Linked DNA regions of Triticum aestivum: region 2 is linked to region 1. Evidence: chromatin contacts called from public Hi-C data. All regions are on one chromosome and are shown on one strand. The core of a region is the stretch at or near the end of the contact, and the rest is flanking DNA. Distances in the headings are between cores, read along the strand shown.

The links. A called contact is a pair of places that touch in the nucleus more often than the background predicts.
Region 2: a contact with region 1 is called in a Hi-C map of leaf, with 6 times the contacts expected there. The contact joins the promoter of LOC123053856 here to the promoter of LOC123053854 in region 1. A contact is called at or near these places in 2 of 5 Hi-C or Micro-C datasets (both in leaf).

The regions. Positions count from the first base shown.
Region 1 is chr2D:463,833,168-463,838,131 of IWGSC CS RefSeq v2.1, forward strand. LOC123053854 (protein LOW PSII ACCUMULATION 1, chloroplastic) reads right to left here and starts at 2,487. Exons shown (of 4, transcript XM_044477437.1): 1 at 2,151-2,487; 2 at 1,439-2,053; 3 at 1,280-1,334; 4 at 802-1,202. The coding sequence starts at 2,350. The coding sequence ends at 1,086. It overlaps LOC123053852 (putative disease resistance protein At3g14460), which reads right to left. Exons shown (of 1, transcript XM_044477435.1): 1 at 2,860-4,964. The coding sequence ends at 3,128. It overlaps LOC123053855 (a long non-coding RNA gene), which reads left to right. Exons shown (of 8, transcript XR_006425904.1): 8 at 1-332.
Region 2 is chr2D:464,131,241-464,136,609 of IWGSC CS RefSeq v2.1, forward strand. LOC123053856 (CLIP-associated protein) reads right to left here and starts at 3,835. Exons shown (of 21, transcript XM_044477439.1): 1 at 3,367-3,835; 2 at 2,581-2,736; 3 at 2,441-2,503; 4 at 2,020-2,088; 5 at 1,643-1,808; 6 at 112-273. The coding sequence starts at 3,702.

The DNA of each region.
Region 1 (4,964 bases), core at 1,237-3,736:
ATCCCTTTTAAATAGAGTCTACTTCCATAGCCTATGTACCTTTGGAAGATGCTTACCGGCTATAACAACTTTATTTAAATGACCAGCGATACCGCCTGCATCTTACCGTGCTAACTAATTAGCCTGTGAAGTTTTGTGTATAGGTTCACCCAAAGAACATGTTTACTTTTGGCAGTACTCTCTGGTCATCATGTTTACTCTACTAAGCTACCTAAATAGCCTATGAAGCTTTGTGTGTATAGCTTCACCCTAAGAACCCGTTTGCTTTTGGCACTACTCTCTGGTCATATATAAATTTTGAATGCATGATACTATGTTGTATCCATGTGATATATCTATGCCGACTGAGTCTACTCAAGCTTTCTGCTTCTGTGAGATAAGAAATCCATTTATATTGCTCTATATCTGAATATCCACTATTTGTAATACAATCCACATTGCATCATCTTGCCATCTACATCTCCTATTTACTCAGTACTAATAACATTCCTTCTAACTCGCTCCTTGCGCCATTGGCGCAACCAGGTCATCTAGTAGAAAAACCAGATGAATGGAGTGGCATGCCAATCTTGAATACACTAGGGGATTAGTACAGCCTTTTGGTTGTGCGCGGGAAGAGCTTAGGATTCTTTGCATGAAGTTTGAGTGGACGAAAGTTTTTCTATATAAACTAAGGAAAATTTTCTATAGAATTGTAATCCGACGAGTCAAACAACCTATGCAGCAGAATGTCCCAAGGATTAGAATCCTCGGAATTTCTTCGAGAAATTACTTGAATCAAAGAGGCCCTTAAGGTGTGGATTAGATCATCACAATTTCGTTTACGATGTTTGACCAGAACAAATCAGTCAAACTTATCTTCAAAAAGAGTCAAACTTACATTTTTGCCATCGTCGTTAAGCCACGTCACCTTTCAGACAGTTAGACAGCTGAGCACGAACTAATCAGTTCAGACACGAGACATGCCCTTACCTGCATACTTACATGTGTATAGTTCGGACCGAACTTGCAAAACCACACGAATTTCAGAAGACAGAACACAAAAAAGAAGCCCGCAAAGAAACTAGACTCTCCCGTCCATCCCATCAAAAAGACCCGACCACATCCCTTTGACCTGCGGCAGCTGCGCCACGAACGCTTGCCATGGCGGGTAGCCCACGCCGCTGCCCCGGACGCGCCCGTCCATCCTCAGCGATAGGTACCTGCGCACAAGCAATTCGATCATCAACAATCCAACAACCCGAACAGCTGAAATGTTCAGACGAATCTGCATTGCTACCCACACAGGGGAATCAGGCGTCACATTCGCCATCTTCTTCTGCTCAGCCAACCATCTGCAAGAAGCAACAGCACCAATCAGCACGATGAGATTCGCCATTGTGTCAATCCTTCGTGTGCGAGCAAGGAGCAAGAGAGTAAATTCTTCGTGGTCTCGTACTTTGCCCACTCGGAGGTGTACACCGGCGTGAGCTGCCAGAGCCTCCTGCTCTTCCTGGCGACCTCCTCGTCCTCCGCCTCCGCCTCCCCCTCCCCGTCGCCCTCCTCGCCGAACTCCAGCGCCGGCGCGTTGCCGTCCGTGGGGAAGGGCAGCACCAGCACGCCCCTCTCCATGAGGTCCCTGAGGAACGGCCTGCTCCGGCGGAACGACTCGGCGACGAACTCGGCGGGGCCGGCGACGATGACGAGCCGCGCGCTGCCCCGCAGCTCGCTCAGCGGCACCACCCGGCCGCCGTCGCCGACGCGGAGCTTGAGCCTCGACAGGTTCTCCTCCCGCGTCAGCCTGGCCACCTGCGCGTCGCTGGCCTTGCGGTCGCGCGAGTAGAGGAACGCGAAGACGGCCACCGCCGCCACGTCGATGCCCAGGCCCTTGAGCGTCTCCGGGACCCCCGCCGCCCTCGCGGGGTTCCCCAGCGCCGGGAGGAGCTGCGTGAGCGCGATGAGGCTACCCAGGCCCGCGCTGGCCATGAAGGCCAGGTAGAAGAACATGCGCACCGACCGGAAGGGGGACAGCACCTCGCTCCTTATCTTGGCCATGGAGCTGCTGCTGCCGCCGCTGAGAGAATCGAACGAGGCCATCAACGACGGGCCCAGAGCCGAGAGCCGCTCGGCCCCCAATTGCAGAGGAAGAAGAAAGACGACGGGGCGGCTACCTTACCTCGTTGCCCGGGGCGCCAGAAGGGGGAGGAGGGGAGGGCTTGTTCGCGGCAGAGCATCGGGCGCCGCGGCGTGCTCTGCTGCTGCAGGATAAGGCGACCGACGGCTTCCGAGAAATCGGCGGCAGAAAGAGGAGCGGGGCGGGCAGGGAGACGGTGGCGGGACAGGAGGGGATCGGCCGCGCGGCCATCGTCATGGAGCTGCAGGTTCGCTCGCTCGCGCTGCCAGCCTGACCGGAGACTGTCGCTGCGACGGAGGGTAGGATTTCCCTTTCTTCTCCTCTGCTTTTTTAACCGCCACTCGATTTGTGGCGGCAATCGCAACAGCAAGGTGGGAAGGGAAGGAGAGGAGAGGCCCACGCTTGGCCTTGTAGGCAAGGCTGCTGCCACTTCGCTCGAGTTTGCCTGGCTTTCTGAATGCCAAGTTGCTCTGTATATTCTCTCGAAAGAACAAGTTGGTGGTTGTGTATTTTGGCAGTACCAGTGTCCATATAAATTCCAAAATGCTTACTGCCATTTGAGCTCCTGAGAGGCAGAAGAAATGTCCCAGATGGTATTGGCAAGACTGCATGCAGCACGGTTATGGTTACACTGTCAACCACTGTCACGAGTCCTAGCACACAGGCTGAACAGATTCCAACAACTTGGTGCTATTTGAGTTCCTCAGATAGAAAGCTTGTCCTAATGGAATTGGCAAGAACAAGGCTTCAACAAATGATCATGGTTACACTCTGTCAAAACATGGAAGTTAATGCAGTTACCTGTATGCAGATTTCTACTAGCACACAAGCTGAACAAATTCCACGCATTTTATTTGAGTTCCCGAGACGGACCTAATTGTCCAAATGAAATTGAAAAGGACACTCCTATAGAAATACTAGTATGGTTACAATGTCTCAAAGCTGCAAGCTTAACTCAGTAAGCTGCAGGCAACACACGCCGATGTTCGCACTCTGATCCCCGAGTTGCAGAGACTACGCCGTATTGTAAGAAAACTTGAGCTTCTTCAACTGCTCCTCCAGCAACGGGTGGCACTTCTCGAACGACAGTGTCCTCAGGGAGACTGGCAAGCCCGTACGTGGCAACGACCGAATCTTCGGACAGTTGAATATACGCATGAACTGGAGAGTGGACAAAGTGTACAAATCTTCAGGGAGTGCAACAAGGTTCCCACAGTCCTGAAACAACAGCTCTTGCACCGATGGGAAACACCAACACAGCTTCTTGTTGCGAGGACCATGAACAACCACGGAGTCAGTGGACTGGTAGAGTACAAGGGTCTTAAGAGCAGGCGCTGCGCTTCTCATCATCAGGCTAAGGAGAGAGGTGCTACTGATGGTCAGGCACTCGAGCTTTTGCAACCCCCGGCCTTCACCGACGTCGAGAAACATCGAGGGGTCAAGGTCTGTCAACCTAGGACAGTTCACAATGTGCAGGTTGATGAGTGATGAAAGGTGGTGCAATCCACCCAAGGATTGCAGGCTGCTGCAGTTATCGACATACATCCCTCGGAGTGATCGCATCTGTGAAACTATTTCTGCTGGAAGGGACAGTAAGTTAGGACAGTTGTATATAATCAAGCTTACGAGTGAAGGCAGGCTGTGCAAGCAGGATGGAAGCGATGCATCGACATGGCCGCATGATCTCATAAGCAACTCCTCCATTGACGGCGGCAGGGTCAGTTTCCTTGTGGGTGGAAGCTCTGGACAATTTTGAATTTCCAATACGCGAAGAGAAGCAAAGCCCTGAAATCTTTCCACAGGGAGCAATGCTAGTTTTGAGCAGTTCATAACAGTTATTTCGGTGATTCCCTGCAAACTCTGTGCCTGTAGACACTCATCGAGACTCCTCAGGTTTTTGCATCGTATGATGTGCAACCTCCTGAGGGAAGAAGGGAGGCTGGTGATTTCAGTTAGGAAATGGCAGTTGGAGAGACTGAGCTCACACAAACAGCAAAGAGTTCCAGCCTGCAACCAAGATGGTGTTTGGATGCCACTGTAGTGCTTCAATTTCAAGCTCTCAAGGTTGGGATGAGGCTCAAGTGATTCAACAATAATGCTTTCTTCTGAACATTTAGCATCGCTAAATTCTGGATTACCAACTTCACTTGAAGACCATTCAAGAATCAACCGTTGTAGGTGTGCTTTTGCGTTCATCTTGGCTTTCAAGGCATCATCCTTCACAACATTCTCAAGATTCCTAAGATGTAAAGTTTCAGTCAGCTGTGTCATGTCCTTCAGTTCGGCGATTCTGTGCCCTTGTCCTTCCGGAATTTCAAATACTAAAGAGTTCTCGAGTGATGTCAAATTGCTTATATTTCTCATCACCAAAGAAATCGGTTCATTCGTGTAACATTTCCTCAGATTGGCTAATCTAGTCAAGCCCTTGGGATGGCTCTTCAGAGGGACGTTCAACACATTCAGAATTTGCAGATTGCTTAGTTGGCAAATGGAGTCAGGCAACCATTGGATCTTTGTGTAAGAGATATCAATATACCGGAGAAGTTTTAGATTGCCAATATTCCTAGGGAGCTCTTTGATCGCACACTCCCGTAGCACCAGCACGCGGATATTACTCAGTTTATCAAACAAAATATCAAGTGAGCAACTCAAATCTTGCCCAGACATACCGAAAATCAAAAGCGACCGCAGCTTTGTGTATCTTCCCAATTCAAGAAACTTGCTCAGTTCAAGATATTTTGTGCACACTGACAGATGGCGAATGGTTGAAGGGATTTTCGGAAGGCATCTTGCATCAGTCAGACAAAAACATTCATCTATAGAGAGTGACTGTGCGAGATCAGACATCAGG
Region 2 (5,369 bases), core at 2,585-5,084, 300 kb after region 1:
ATCTTTGCTACAGATGTTTTTTTTTCTTTGCTAATGGCTACAGAGGTAATTAACGCCGAGCGTAATTGCATAAAGCTTTGTCAAGAAAAATAGGAATAGATGTGGACATACCTCCATAAACCAGTGCTTCAATCCTTTGCATGGCAGCAATACGAACTGACCAGTCCTTCTCTGGAACAAGAGTGGCTGCAATCTTCTCAAACTCCCGTAGTAATTCTTTCTCTGAGTGGACTCTTACTGGTTCCACTGGTTTTTCAGTTATATCAGTGTCACCTGTAAATAAAACATCAAATTACTGTAGAGAAACATGTTGTCCGTGTGGCAGGTTCCACTATCAGAATAACCAGAAAGACATTGACTTGTCAGAAAATGCAATTTTCTGCTAAGTCTAATAGATTACATGCTGAAAAAGAAGTTTCAGGGAACATGGCTCAACTAAAGGCTTCTGGATTATACACTGAGCAAAAGTAAGAAGAAAATAAATAAAGAAACAAATATAGCAGAACTTGACCTGGATAAAAAAAATGATGCATCTCAACACATGAAATGGACTTCAAATGTTGTACCATTCATGATTACTTTCAGATAATGAATTCAAAGACCTTTTGTGCATATTATCACTGCATTTCGAAATTAAGAATATATCATATGTTTTCACAGTAATTGTATGAACGAATTCTCGAACTTGCACGTCCTGGTCACTAAGGTCCACAAATTCTGAAACCAGAGATTCACCACCTAAATTTGTTAACAGGGTACACGGGTAGTTCTCAGATCTGGTTTTGCTAGTTCTGGCCACTTATGTGGCATGTTGACAGGGCACAATGTGTCATCTAATCAGCAGGACCACTCTCAGCCGTGGTGCGCATGGATCTGGTCTGGGCACACACACCGAGTAAGATCTTTGTAAGCCCCAAGCCTCCAATGGTGACTTTGATCTCGTTATCTCATTCCCTGTTGTCAGTTCTTTCACGACTATCACTGAACCTTGACTCTGGTCAGGTGTGGCCCAAGAACTCAGGGCAGGGCTCCGTGCTCATGTCGGAGAGTAGCAGCAAGGAGAGTGGTGAAGCTGACAGTGACGGGAAGAAAATGGGAGAGAAGGAACAGGAAGAAGAAAGGGTGTCTGGCATGTGGGCACTCCTTACTGGATGACACCACGCAAGCACTGAAATCATGCAAGATCTCATTAGGATCTCTGGAGAGCCACTTTAACATACTTGGGGCGAGTGAATAGGTGGTTCGAATGTTTATTACATGTGGTGGGGACATGACTTGACTGGGTGCAATTCCCGTATATGTAACTCAAAAGCTGGACTTCAGTTTTAATTTGTTGCCAAAGTAAGACTAGAACTACAGCACACGATCAGCTAGACAGCTACAGTGCTGATTGTTTTGGTTTTGAAAGTGAATCCCCTTCATGTGTAAGTCCATCATATTATCATGAGCTGGTTAGGAGCATTCTGGCATTCGCAAATGTTCACCCATATAAACATGGAAAAAGGACATCTCTTGGTGCCTAAACAGTACCTAGACTGACAAATTGCAGTTATAGATCGTCTTGGCTTGCAACTATAGTTGAATGCAAATACATATATTTGAATGATCAAGTGAGAACTTCTGACAAAAATATAGAGCTTACCTCCAAATAATGTGCTTTCCCTCGGTGTGCTTTTTGTCCGTGGGCTGCCTCTTTTGGGGTTAACACTAACGGATCTAGATGCTGCAACTTTATGCTGTGTTGCAGTACCATCAGATGCGGGAACCTTCGGTTCAATTCTATTCAATCTTGAATTTATTTCTTTTAGCTGCAGGTATCAGACAATACACGAATTAGGATAATCCAGGTTTACTGCTTTGCGGACCTTTAAAAATGGACACGTAAAGTTCAATCATATAAAGTAGTACCAGATACTAGTCCAAAATACACAGATGTACTAAGAGTGATACACTAGACAAGAGGACTTCTAGCAAGCAAAAGACAACTGCCAAAAACAACTAGATGGCCAAACACACTACCATGTATGTAGGCAGATTATGGCGCTGCAACTCTTCGTGGAACTGAGATCCCATGTTCTTGTACATTTCCTGTGATCGAAAAAAGTGATATTAGGATTGCCGTATAATTTTTACATAGCCTGGATAGCGGGTACAGGCTGCAATTAGTTAGTGTGGACAGTTGCTACTAGTTACACCAATAGTTTGAAAGCATGGGATAAACTACTTTTAAAACACACAAAATTAGATAAAACTGAGCGCAAGGGAGTAGTGAAAAGCAGCTAGAAGCAAAGGGCACCGGGACTACATTGATTGTTCGAGTATTTTTGTAGGAAAGGTTCAGCCTATCCAACTCGCGGAGTGGGACAGAACTATTGCGAAATTGAGTAAGACGAATTTTGCATCAGCTGAAGCAGGTAAAAATGGTATGAAACCAGCTAACCTCAATACAAGATATAGCAGCTTCTCTGACACTTTGGTTCGAATCATTCATCAACTGCAAGACCTGTGAAGCCAGATAGTCTCAGCATATGCACAAACACAAAGTCTGAGATAATAAATCGACTTGAATACTAGACTCACGGGTGAGAGTAAAACTCTTTGCATGAGAAGCTCCGTAGAAGCGAAAAGCCCAACTGCAGTTGCCACTGTAAGTACGAACTCTTCCCGAACCCTCCAACTCTTATGAGTCCATGCATAATTTCCGGCCCTTTCAAGAATGATTGTTGGTGAAGAAACCTGAGATATGGATAAAATCAGAAGGCTGCCTAGTAATAAATCTAAAACATTGAGAACAAGGCGAGCATGCTTGGCTTCATACTTACCTTGATATCCATTGGACAGAAGTCTACATGTAAAAGTAATGGTAACATAGTAGTAACAAACAACATTGTCAAAAGAGAAAAGACAACACATATTTTGATATTTATGCTGTATAAAAATCAAAGCATTAAGAAAAAAATTATGTAATTTACAACAACTAGGCATATATAGTTAATTTCAACACCTGAAAAGAGCGATCTTTACATGTGAACTAGCAGCATATTTGAGGGTAAATGGTTCTTAAATCAGTCGAGCAAAAACCAAACTGCATATGAGAAGTTTAAATCTTCGTTTGATACCCACCCACATTTTACCGTTTCTACAAACCAAACTTGACCCAAAAAATAAGAAAGCTAATCCCTTGATTGTTGAAGTATGAAACGGCATTGTAGCTCAATAGCACATCATCACACAAATCCTAAAACAAATTCATCTTGATAGATAATTGGACCAAATTCAAAACCCCAGCTAAGTTCCAAAGCAACCACATTCCCCCAGAATATAATAGATTAAACAGGATCGCCACCGAAAGGGCAGGCGACTCACCTCCATGAGCGTGACGAGGAGCTGGCGCGCGGCCTCGCGGACGGGCTGCTTGCCGTCGCCGAGGCGCTCGACGGCGGCGGGGACGAGCGCGTTGAGGTGGATCTTGAAGTGGTCCCCGGCGAGCACGGCGGCGGCGGAGAGCGCCTGCAGGCCCCCCTGTGCGACGCGGAAGTTGGCGTCCCGCGTCAGATCCACGCAGGTGTCCACCAGCGAGGTGACCTCGGCCGGGGAGAGGCCGCGGCGGGCCGCCGCGTCGAGCGCCTCGTGCAGGCGCTCCACCCCGGCCAGCCGCTCCTTGGTGTCCTTGGCGCGCGCCGCCTCCAGCGCCGCCTCCATTTCGGCGCGCGGGCCCCGAAGAGTCCGCCGTGTGGCAGTACGGTTGCGAGGAGGGGGGGCCGGCGGCGAGGCGAGGGGGGTGGTCGGATCTGGGGACGGAGGCGAGGGGAGGGGGAGGGGAGTGTGAGAGCGTACACGGATGCTGAGAGGTAGGGTGGTTGGGGCTTTAGGTGGGTTTGTGCAATGACACCCCTGGCTGGCTGCGACCTTTCACGCCTATGCCCTCCGTTTGGATACACGGAGGCTACGGTATGAAAACTTTTGTGTTTCTTTCTTGAAAAGCGTGCTATGAACTGGAGTCCGGGAAAGCGGGGCACGTTACCGAATTTTGGGTGGGATATGGGCGTGGCATGGATCGTAAATCCGCAAACTTTTGTGTTTGTTTCTCAAGTAAGTATTTAAATTCAACTCAATGCGTAACATTCTCAAAAAAACTCAACGTATACTTTCTGCTACGTGGGAAACTATACGTTGATTAGGGAAGAAACACGGAGGAGAAATTCCTGCGACCGAAAAATGACTTTGAAAATCAGGGGCCGAGAGACGACATAGCATAACGTCGCCATCCATGCCAAAACGTCGTTACGTACGTATAGTCAAGTCCTTGCCCCCGTGATTAACTGAGAGTTTAGAGAGCAACAGCGTCGTTTTTGAACTCGAGTGTCCCCATCACGTACACTACAATATATAGGACTCCACATTGATGGTATACTATATCTATATGTTAGGGAGTATGAGACGCTATATTGTAGAGCATTATTATACTAACCACAAGGAAACAAAAACATGTCTCGTTTGAGATAATGAGATAATATGGTCCACGCAGAGCTAGCTGCTTGATGTACGTATGGTAATGGCAACTACTCGCACCAACTAGCAGCAGTACGTGTGCGTGATGTTACACCTGAACTAATCATCCTCCGCCTTAAACTCCCTTGCGTCGTTGTCTCTTACCAGCGGAAATGTTATGTTACGTAGTACGTGGACCATGCGATCGAGTTGCAGGGAGGGCGGCTATCATTATCCGTCGGATCCCGGATGGCTGCGTTGCATTGATGCATGCAGCTGATCCGCCACGCTGTTTAATTAATTAGTACCTTATGTGTACAACAACGAACCTACTCCTGGTACAAAAATATTGGGAGAATAATGTGATAGTACACGTTACAAGTGCATTCTAGTAGGAATATAATGGCATGCTAGCACAAATTATAATCGAGTTTTCCGCATAAATATTCAGTTCCGAGCTGCTAATTAAGGAGTACTATGTCAAGTATTTGCTTAATTTACAGTCTCATCTCATCATCTGGCAGTGCGTGAAACGAAAACATCCATCTCTTTCTCACCAACGCTTCAAGTGAGCTCGCGCACAGGCTGGCTTCCGGTCCTTGCCGTTCCTGGGGCTCATCGCTGGAACAATGATAATCTACTGAGGCCATCATTTTTGCGAGCCCGCTTTTGCCAATAGTGGGGCGCTCATGCTGTCGCCCGCACGCTACCCAATCCATCCCTCCTCCATCGCCTCTTTTCTTACTTTTTACCCCACGAACACGGGATCACAGTCTGGACTAGCCTGGACGCACGCCCGCACGCTCCCCTCCCCGCCGGTGTCCCCTTGCGACTTGTCCGTGGCATCGCTGGACCTGATCGAGGGCCGAGGTCCGGCC